Linked DNA regions of Arachis hypogaea: region 1 is linked to region 2. A link is a contact called in public Hi-C data. All regions are on one chromosome and are shown on one strand. Each heading gives the region's core, a stretch centred on a gene start, on an enhancer-like site or on the middle of the called end of the contact. The rest is flanking DNA. Distances are from core to core; before and after follow the strand shown. Region 1 holds the start of LOC112722382. Region 2 overlaps LOC112722380 (nucleobase-ascorbate transporter 6).

Region 1 (4,884 bases), core at 1,386-3,885, 270 kb after region 2:
TTGAGCAAGAACTCCACCTACAAACATATTGAATTACAGGTCGAATTAGAAGATGGAAAACTGAATATAGACTTAAAATCAGTGGCCACATAATCATGCAAGATGCAGAAGATAAATCCAACAAAGTAGCTAAATCACCATATAAGGTCAAAAGACGAGGACCAAATAAAAAGAAGATGATTATACACAAAGTACTGACCTCATGAAACTTAGTGACAAGCTCACTCGTCACACCAGAAGAATGAATATCTTCAGAAGAATCTTCTAACCTTGTAATAGATGTTATGTATTGTCATCAATAAAAGCATGTCATGGAAGCCAAGATAAAAGTTTTTGCAAGAAGTATTTAGAAGAAACAAATGAAACAACTTACATTGGATCTCTATTGATTGAGCAGTAGATGCAGTTAAAGATTTAACTGACTGTTGCTGCATAACCAAAGTAGTGTGCTGCACTGGCTTCCTACTGATCCAACTTTTTGTACCAAATCCTTGCAAGAATCCAACTCTTCTTCCATCAAATTGCAAGTTCAATAACTTATTATTTGCGGCCCCTAAGCTACCTGTATATAAATAAATGACACAAATTATATGTGTATATTTAAATTCTAACTAGGACATTCAGTAAGACACACAGGACAAGCTTCTAGATTGCAAACCCAACATTGACGAATTGGAGACAATGTTCTTTCTCAAACGAAGATGGAAAGATACTAATGTCTAGTGGCAATTCAACAATAACCTGGTTCCTTTATAAATGAAGTTAGTAATCTGGATAGAAAGTGTTTTGAACCAAAGGCTGCTTACCCTAAAAATTAATTAAAAGACGATAATTTAAATTTTAAAGCTGAATCCAAATAAATTAGATTCTAATTATGATTGCTTCATTAGAATAACTTTCTGATTGGTCATGTTGTTTTACTAAGAAAATAAGAATGCAAACTCAATTGTGACTCCCAAAAAAATAAATTTAATATTGAGTAACGAGAAACCAATGAGCATATATAAGAAGTCAAATCAAAACCCATTTTTGTATTTGGGTTAAGGCACCCAAAGAACACATTATGCATGGATTCCTAATCCTAATCCAAATGAAGTAGTTGGGGCATGCATGCATCAAATTTCAAGACTTTAATGGGCAGCCAAGCTCCACAATCTGTGAGAGTTTAAAGAAGAACAGCAAAAGGAGCAGGCATGAAAAGTAAAGCAGAGAAGTGAAAAATAAAGTGAGGAGAAGAAAGCAGGAAGAGGACTCACATGAAGCCATTGGAAGGAATTAAGAAGAGAAAATTGATCGGAGTTAAGGATTGATTTGAAGGAAAGAAGTTACTTCTGGAAGAGGAAGTAATGTACATATATCAAAAGGACCTTGCTCTAAAAGTAATTTATGTTAAAAAAATAAAGAGACAACCTGAGTATGAATGAAATCTTTGATGGCTGAGGTTTATTATATGATGCCAAAGACCAACCATTCATGCTCAGGCAAGTCCGAAGATGCTTCTATAAGTGACTAAAAACAAAGGCCTGAAGCCGGAATATCAATTGCAAAATTAATAAATCTAATTAGCATTGAACCAACAAACTAATGTCTTAGGGATTAGACTAAACACATTCACAGGGATGAACATGTTACAACTCAGTCAATTAAACTTATTTACTTGTTAAAAAGATAACGTAAAATGGAACAAAATAAGAAAGTTCAAAATATCTACTAATGACATAAAATTAAAGATGATTAATTCACTAGTGCAGTGCTGCGCACTAACTAATTAAAAGAGCATCTTAATCGAACAAGTGACTAGTGCAACAAAAGCTTCAGTTTCTTACGTCAAACCTGCTACCAAACGTAAAGCAAACTACACCATGAATCACCATTATCTTCAGAAACTGCAATAACAAGGTTAGTTAGACAGTGCATTAACCTTGACATAAGCAAAGATGTTGTAATCAACTTATACAATAAAATAGAGAAAACAAGAGTTGGAAAAATAAAATTGAAAATGGTTCTACTTACTAACCTGAGGGTCATTGTTGTGTTTATCAAATATCAACAGCCTTTGTTTTATTCCAATGGTCTCTAATCTGTGCAACTGTGTCGCTGATGAGGGTGAGAGAGGCGACGATTGAATCACCTTAAAAGGTTTATCTTCAATATAAATTGGATAATATTTTTTCTATGTCCTGCCAAAATCTATTGTAAACTATTACCTTGTAACAATCTATATAAATCAACTAGATAGAATTTTGACTCTAATATTTAAACTAATTTTTATCATGACTACAAGTAATCAATAATCTGAATCCAAATTGAGTTTTGATTTTTCTTGGCATGATACTACAATAAAAATATTTATTTAATCACACTTTTTTAAGCTATATTTAAAAAATATAATCTATTTACGTTTTTTCGTATTATTATTTTATAAAAAAGTAAAAAATATAATTATACCATTACTTAAAAAATATCTCTTTAAATATTATAAATATAAATATTACTTATAAAGCGTAGTCTTATTTAAAATTCTTAATATCTAATTATCTATAGTTGCACTTTTTTTACCAAAGAGTACATTTTAAAGAATAACCTTTTCCTTATGTTTTGGGTGCTCTTTAAAAATGTTGCCTAATATAAAAGCACCAAATAAGACAATAAATCAGAAAGCGGAAGCACGGCAAGAAGAAGAGAGGAGAGGGGAAGGAAGGAAAGAAAGGACGACGCCGGCTAGGGCTTCGCTGTCGTCGTCGAGCGCCAGTGACAGAGAGCTCGAGGAAGAGAGAAAACGCGATGGAAGAGAGAAGAAGGGGGTGCTCCGTCGCCGCTGAAGCTCCACCGCCACTGCTAGGGGTTGCTGTGCCGCCGCGAAGGAGCTCGAAGGGAGTACTCTCTGTCACCAGGTAACCATTCTCTGTTCTGTATCCTCTCTTTCTCGCTCATTCTCTAAGTCGCTCCCACTTTTCAGTTCGAAGGTGTGTATGGTTTTGATAGTGATGATGAACTGCAATGGCTAATTGAGATAGAGAAGGTATATATTAATTTTCAATTGGTTCTGTGAATTTTTGGGAGTTTTGGGTTCTAATTTTAGGTTTTCTAATTTTCTAATTAGTTGTTGTTCTTATATTGTTCCATGTTTTTACTATCGTAATTTTGGCGTCAAGCAAAGGATAGATTAAATGGACTTTTCATCTTATTTCCCCAAATAATAAAGGGGTCTACTCTGCTCTCTAATTGATCTCATTGTAGTTGATTGGTGTCATTTCAGGCCACAAGCAGAACTAGATCGCTATTTGGAAGCTTCACAAATTAGGGAGAGAGCAGTTGACAGGATTAATAATGTTATTGGAACGTATGAATCAATTGTTTGTACCTTATATTTCTTCAGGGTTTTATTGTTAGATCATTTCTCTTGGTATATAGCTTCAATCTATTGTGCTTTATTGATTATAATCCTTTTTCTCTTTTAATTTGTGTAGTTCCCATTTCTTCCAGATACAACGATTTGAGGCTCAGAATATTTTCTAAACACCCAGATTTGTTCCCTGAAGAGGTGAGTATCATTCACTGGAAGAGATCAGACTTTTAAAGAAAGTACTGATGTTTCAGAGGAAGTGGTATTCTCTTTCTCCTTACCACTGAATCAAAATTCTTATTTCTTAATTAATTGGTGGATTCCTTATTGCGTGCAATGATGGTATTAGGGGTAGTGCTAATTTTACTACCTCCTTCTTCAAATGTCAATGCAGTTTGAGCATTTTGATGATTTCACTGTAGCTTCTTCATGGGAAAGGTTTGTTTATCTTTCGAGCCCTCTTCGTTCAAATTTGCATGAAATCTCAATTACAAGAACACTTTATAGCATTACTGTAAGAGAAATGGTTCTTTGTGTTGAAATGATGCTACTCTACTGTCATGATAACATTATTCTTTTATGTTACTTAATAAATTTATTTTGTAGGTTCATTTCTAAAATTGAGGCAATTTGTCGTCTCTGGATGGCTGATGGTCCTAATAATTTATTGGTATGCTTAGTTAATTTCATGTTTCAGGATTTGAATTTAAGAAATAACTTTCTTTTTAAATAAATTATGTTTGATTTGGATTATCTTGTGGTAAATACAGTTTGTTTAGTTGCTGCTAGTATGAATATTGAAATCTCGTGGTAAGATATTATCAGTTTAGTATACCAAGTGTGTTTTCCTATTCTTTACTGTTTTCTATTAATGGAATTTTGCTGTTTTCTTTGATTCTAGGAAAAAGGTGCAATTCCCTTGGAGAATTTCAAAAACTCATACAAGATCAAATCTGAACTGCAATATGAGGTGAAAAGTTATTGCATGGAGTACTATTTTGAAATAAAAACTGGTGCTAATTTTGACTATCTTTTTTGTTTGCAAATGTTTGGTTGGTTTTGAGGACTTGTTTTTGTTTATTTGTTTTGCCTTCTGGGTGATGCAGGCAAATCGTTTGACTGGAATTTTACTTTTCATGATCTGCAGTTATGTTTTGGTGTAAAGGAATTTTTGGTATGGTTTAACACTCTAATTTTTCATTGGAAGATTAATGTTTTCACTGAGTAACTGCTTGCTTGTCTTGTATATCGCTAGCTCATTGCTCCTCAAAGTGCAAGTGGTGTAGTTCTTGATGCACCAGAGGCTAGCAGGCTGTTGAGTGCTGTTGCAATTGCTTTGTCAAATAGTTCAAGAGACTATGGTGGGTTTCTTTTCCCTCTAATTGCTCAAGATCTCTTCACTTGTCTATCTTAAATGAAGTGATCTGACTTTTTAACTTGCTTCTAACTTTATACCCATGTCAAATGGGAAGCAGCCCAGTATTTCTTTCTACACTCCATGTGATGGAATATATCTTTCTAGCTAGAACGAGTTCTTA
Region 2 (4,721 bases), core at 553-3,052:
CATAACGTTCCACTTTAATCATTTGTAGGTGCTGGAGGCCTTAGTTTTCTTCAATTTTGCAACCTCAACAGTTTCAGGACTAAGTTTGTATTAGGCTTCTCCATCTTCCTTGGCTTGTCCATTCCGCAGTACTTCAACGAGTACACGGCAATCTACGGTTATGGTCCAGTTCACACCGGCGCAAGATGGGTAATGAATGAAACTTGTGTAGATATGATAAACCCCTGAATATGTTCACAGCTTTTCTGATGAGTTCACTCACAATAAATTTCGTGTACCTTTGCAGTTCAATGACATAATCAATGTCCCATTCCAGTCAAAAGCATTTGTTGCTGGTGTCGTCGCGTATTTCTTGGACAACACGCTACATAAGGACCCAACCATTAGGAAGGACAGAGGAAAACATTGGTGGGACAAGTACAGGTCCTTCAAGGGTGATACAAGAAGTGAAGAGTTCTATTCACTGCCTTTCAATCTCAACAAGTACTTCCCTTCTGTGTAATTGTGCAAATAAAGGAAGCTCAACTATAGCTTCGTCAAATACTTGCTTCACTAAAAAGGGTCTCTGAAAAAGGTCTTTGATTTGATCTTTGTTCTAAATATTACATTGGATATTATATTATTTTAGGCTTATAGAGAGCTATATGAATAGAAATATTGTAACACATTAATTTTATTGCTTTTGTTTCTGTATATGCTGATTTCTGACCTGAGATTGGATTCATGGTAGTAATGTGCATGTTTTGATTTATATATTTCATTTTGTAATCCTTGTTTACTTCTCACAGGACTTTCTGAATGCTGATTAACTGTAATTGAAATTTCATATAATAAAACATAAAATAGGTCTGATATTACATAGGCTGTATTTTGGTATTGACTCATATGCACTAAACATTATATAAGGTCAAGGAGTTTGAACAAATTGAGAACTTTGTGGCAATAAGTGAACTGGCGAAAGAAATGTCAAAATGAAAATGTCACATTGTCACTAAATGTTTTTGTTGTTTTTGGTCTACCATGAAATGGGTTGATATCATTCTACCAGATTCCAAAGCAAAAATAATATAAAAATTGAAAAAAAAAAGGGTTAGAGATAAAGAGTAGACCGATTCACACTATTTTTGTAAGGTTGAGACTTGAGAGTTAAGAATAATGAGATAATTTGATTAAATTATTATTTAACAGTTTTAACTATTGATTTTATATGTAACTTTATATGAATACAACTGTATATGAATTTTTATTAAAAGATTAATAGTTGATTTTCCAGGGTTGATATTGGAGAATTTACACCCAGTAACTTTCTTTTTTTAAAAAACGTAAAGGCTTCCGGCTATTATCCTAAGCCAAAAAGAAGAGATAATGGATGACAATGTCCAATTCAACCGTGAAAAGCCATGTTTTTGGTAAAATAAAACTCGTGTAGAACGAAAAAAAAACCAGAAGCAGCAACATTCGCATGTGATTTGAGCCCTTGTATTTTAATCACCGACCCAAATTAATAATTGATAAAATATGTATATTTCTAAAATATATTATTATAATTTATTATTAACAATTTATTTCAATATAACAATAACTTGGAAATTAAAAAATACTAGGAAATAAGTTATTTTGGTAACCAAATTCAATTAACTCCTTTTTTTCTTCTTCTTATGCATCTCTTCTTTCTTAATTAGTTTTTATTGTGCCAATTAGTTATTGGATCAATTTGATTGAATATGGTTACTGTTTCAAAGCATACCTAAAATGGCCTATTTGTGATTTGGGCTTGAAGATGGCGATCAGGGTGTTGTAAGTATCTTCATGTCAAGTTCGAAATGGAAATGGGAAGTACTTGCAAGTGATTCTGATGCAAATTTATGAGAATTAGGATTGAAAAATACCTGATTTGATGGGGTATTTATAGATAAGTGATGACTTGCTCTTGATTCTTGACTCTTTCATATACGGATGAGGGGTGGCTACTTCCCTTATTGTAGAAAAAGTTACACCACGCTTGGGTAGTTATCCTTAAGGAGGATAATGACAGAAGTAATGGGAGAACAGTGACTTGCTCTCTAAGTTGAATTGGGCACGAGTTATAGTATCAGTGTCCTAGGCGAATTGGGTAGTTAACCTATATTCCTTTGGGTGCATTGTGATGATTTTGGATCAATCACATTAGTTTAGGACAAGCCCATACTAGGTGGATTAACCTTTTTTGGATTATGACCTTATTTTTTTGGGCCATGGTATGGATAGTGCCCTTTCCTCATTCTCCAAGATGATCACAGCCTCACTACCGACTTTGTCAGACAACCCATCCATGTAAATGCTCCAAGTGGTCAGGTTTCCAATGTGATTTTCTGTGTACTCAGCTACAAAGTCGACTAGGTATTGAAATTTGATAGTTGTGCAAGCTTCATACTTCAATTCGAACTTAGACAACTCTACATCCCACTGTCGCATCCTTAGCTTCCTGCTATGTTTGTCTTCTGTAGTATGTGTTTCATGGATTAGTTAGCCCTGACCTTTATAGTATGAGCTTGAAAATAAGATCGTAGCCTTTTGGAAGCTAAGATAAGTGTGAAAGCAAACTTCTCGAATATCTGGTAATTCAGATTAGCTCTTTAAGGTGTCTTACTTGTGAAGTACACGGGGCTTTGTCCTATTTCATCTTTTCGGACAAAGGTTGATGCTACTGTTTTTTCTATCATGGCCAAGTATAGTATAAGTTCTTCACCCACATCAAGTCGAGTGAGAATGGGTAGTTAAAAAAGGAACTCCTTAAATAGCTAAAAGGCTTACTCACATTTTTCCATCCATGTATGCTCGTGTCCTTTTTTGAGAATCGAGAACAGAGGCAAGACTTCAATGCTGACCCAATCAATTGAGCCAAGAATCTTGAAAGTGCTATTAACCTTTTGTTGAGTTGTTGGACTTCCTTCGAACAAATCGGGCTCTTTATATTGATGATTGCCTGACACTTGTCGAAATTGACTTCAATTTCTCTTTGGGTTAGCATGAATTTGTAGAATTTTTCTGCTTCTACTATAAAATTGCCCTTGGTTGGATTAAGTCTCATTGTATGCTGCCTTATCATATTGAAGACTTCAGAGAGGTTAGTTAGTAGAGCTCCTCCACCCCTTGTCTTGACCAACATATCATCAACATAGACTTTCATGAGTTTCCTAAGATGAGGTCGAAAAACTTTGTTCATCAGCTATTGATAAGTAGCTCCTGCATTCTTTAACCCGAAAGGCATAACTATGTAGCAATAGTTCGCTATTAGGTTGGTAAATGAGGTCTTTTCCTGGTTGGTAGCACAAATTGCGAATCACACTTTTCACAACTCGTACCACTAACCAGCAAGTGCACTGGGTCGTCCAAGTAATACCTTACGTGAGTAAGGGTCGAATCCCACAGAGATTGTTGGTTTGAAGCAATCTATGGTTATCTTGTAAATCTTAGTCAGGAAGTCAATTATGTTTATCAGTTGAATTATGAATAACCAGTAGAGCATAAATTAAAAGTTACCTGTTGTGTAGTAATGGAGAATATGTTGGAGTTTTGGAGATGCTTTGTCCTCTGAATCTCTGCTTTCCTCTGTCTTCTGATTCACGCACGCACGTCCTCCTATGGCAAGCTGTGTGTTGGTGGATCACCGTTGTCAATGGCTACCTTCCATCCTTCCAGTGAAAACTACGCTCACGCGCTCTGTCACAGCACGGCTAATCACCGGTTGGTTCTCGATCCGGTTGGAATAGGATTTACTATCCTTTTGCGTCTGTCACTAACGCCCAGCCTTCAGGAGTTTGAAGCTCGTCACAGTCATTCAATCATTGAATCCTACTCGGAATACCACAGACAAGGTTTAGACTTTCCGGATTCTCATGAATGCCGCCATCAGTTCTAGCTTGTACCACGGAGATTCTGATTAAGGAATCTAAGAGATACTCATTCAGTCGGATATAGAACGGAGGTGGTTGTCAGGCACACGTTCATGGTTTGAGGAAGGTGATGAATGTCACGGGTCATCACCTTCATCACAGTTAAGCGCGAATGAACATCTTAGATAGGAACAAGCGTGTTTGAATGGAAAACAGAAATACTTGCATTAATTCATTGAGACACAGCAGAGCTCCTCACCCCCAACAATGGGGTTTAGAGACTCATGCCGTCAGAGAATACAAAGTTTAGATCTGAAATGTCATGAGATACAAAATAAGTCTCTAAAAGTTGTTTAAATACTAAACCAGTAGCCTAGGGTTACAAAATATGAGTGGACTATGATGGATGATGCAGAGATCCACTTCTGGGGCCCACTTGGTGTGCTGGGGCCCACTTGGTGTGTGCTGGGACTGAGACTTTAAGCAATTCACGTGCAGAGGCCATTTGTGGAGTTGAACGCCAGTTTTTGTGCCAGTTTGGGCGTTCAACTCCAGTTTTTGATCCTTTTCTGGCGCTGGACGCCAGAATTGGGCAGAGGACTGGCGTTGAACGCCAGTTTACGTCGTCTATTCTTGTGCAAAGTATGGACTATTATACATTGCTGGAAAGCCCTGGATGTCTACTTTCCAACGCAATTTGAAGCACGCCATTTCGAGTTCTGTAGCTCCAGAAAATTTACTTTGAGTGCAAGGAGGTCAGAATCCAACAGCATCAGCAGTCCTTTTTCAGCCTAAATCAGATTTTTGCTCAGCTCCTTCAATTTCAGCCAGAAAAATACCTGAAAT

What was found. Hi-C and Micro-C count contacts between places; a contact is called where the count stands out from the background.
Region 1: a contact with region 2 is called in a Hi-C map of leaf, with 4 times the contacts expected there. The contact joins the promoter of LOC112722382 here to the enhancer-like site in region 2. A contact is called at or near these places in 3 of 8 Hi-C or Micro-C datasets (leaf and an unstated tissue).

What each region holds. Positions count from the first base shown.
Region 1 is chr11:113,043,217-113,048,100 of arahy.Tifrunner.gnm2.J5K5, forward strand. It overlaps LOC112722382, which reads left to right and starts at 2,636. Exons shown (of 12, transcript XM_072207088.1): 1 at 2,636-2,894; 2 at 3,260-3,343; 3 at 3,487-3,544; 4 at 3,741-3,784; 5 at 3,953-4,016; 6 at 4,248-4,316; 7 at 4,453-4,520; 8 at 4,602-4,707. The coding sequence starts at 2,785. The coding sequence ends at 4,509. It overlaps LOC112724012 (a long non-coding RNA gene), which reads right to left and starts at 2,677. Exons shown (of 5, transcript XR_003163270.3): 1 at 2,018-2,677; 2 at 1,827-1,886; 3 at 374-562; 4 at 200-269; 5 at 1-17.
Region 2 is chr11:112,772,564-112,777,284 of arahy.Tifrunner.gnm2.J5K5, forward strand. LOC112722380 (nucleobase-ascorbate transporter 6) reads left to right here. Exons shown (of 14, transcript XM_025773380.3): 13 at 29-189; 14 at 287-768. The coding sequence ends at 502. Among protein-coding and RNA genes, the nearest start is that of LOC112722380, 7.1 kb to the left of the region's middle. Within about 2 kb of position 1,803, at least 1 of the 3 cell types and tissues checked has open chromatin away from gene starts, as enhancers often do.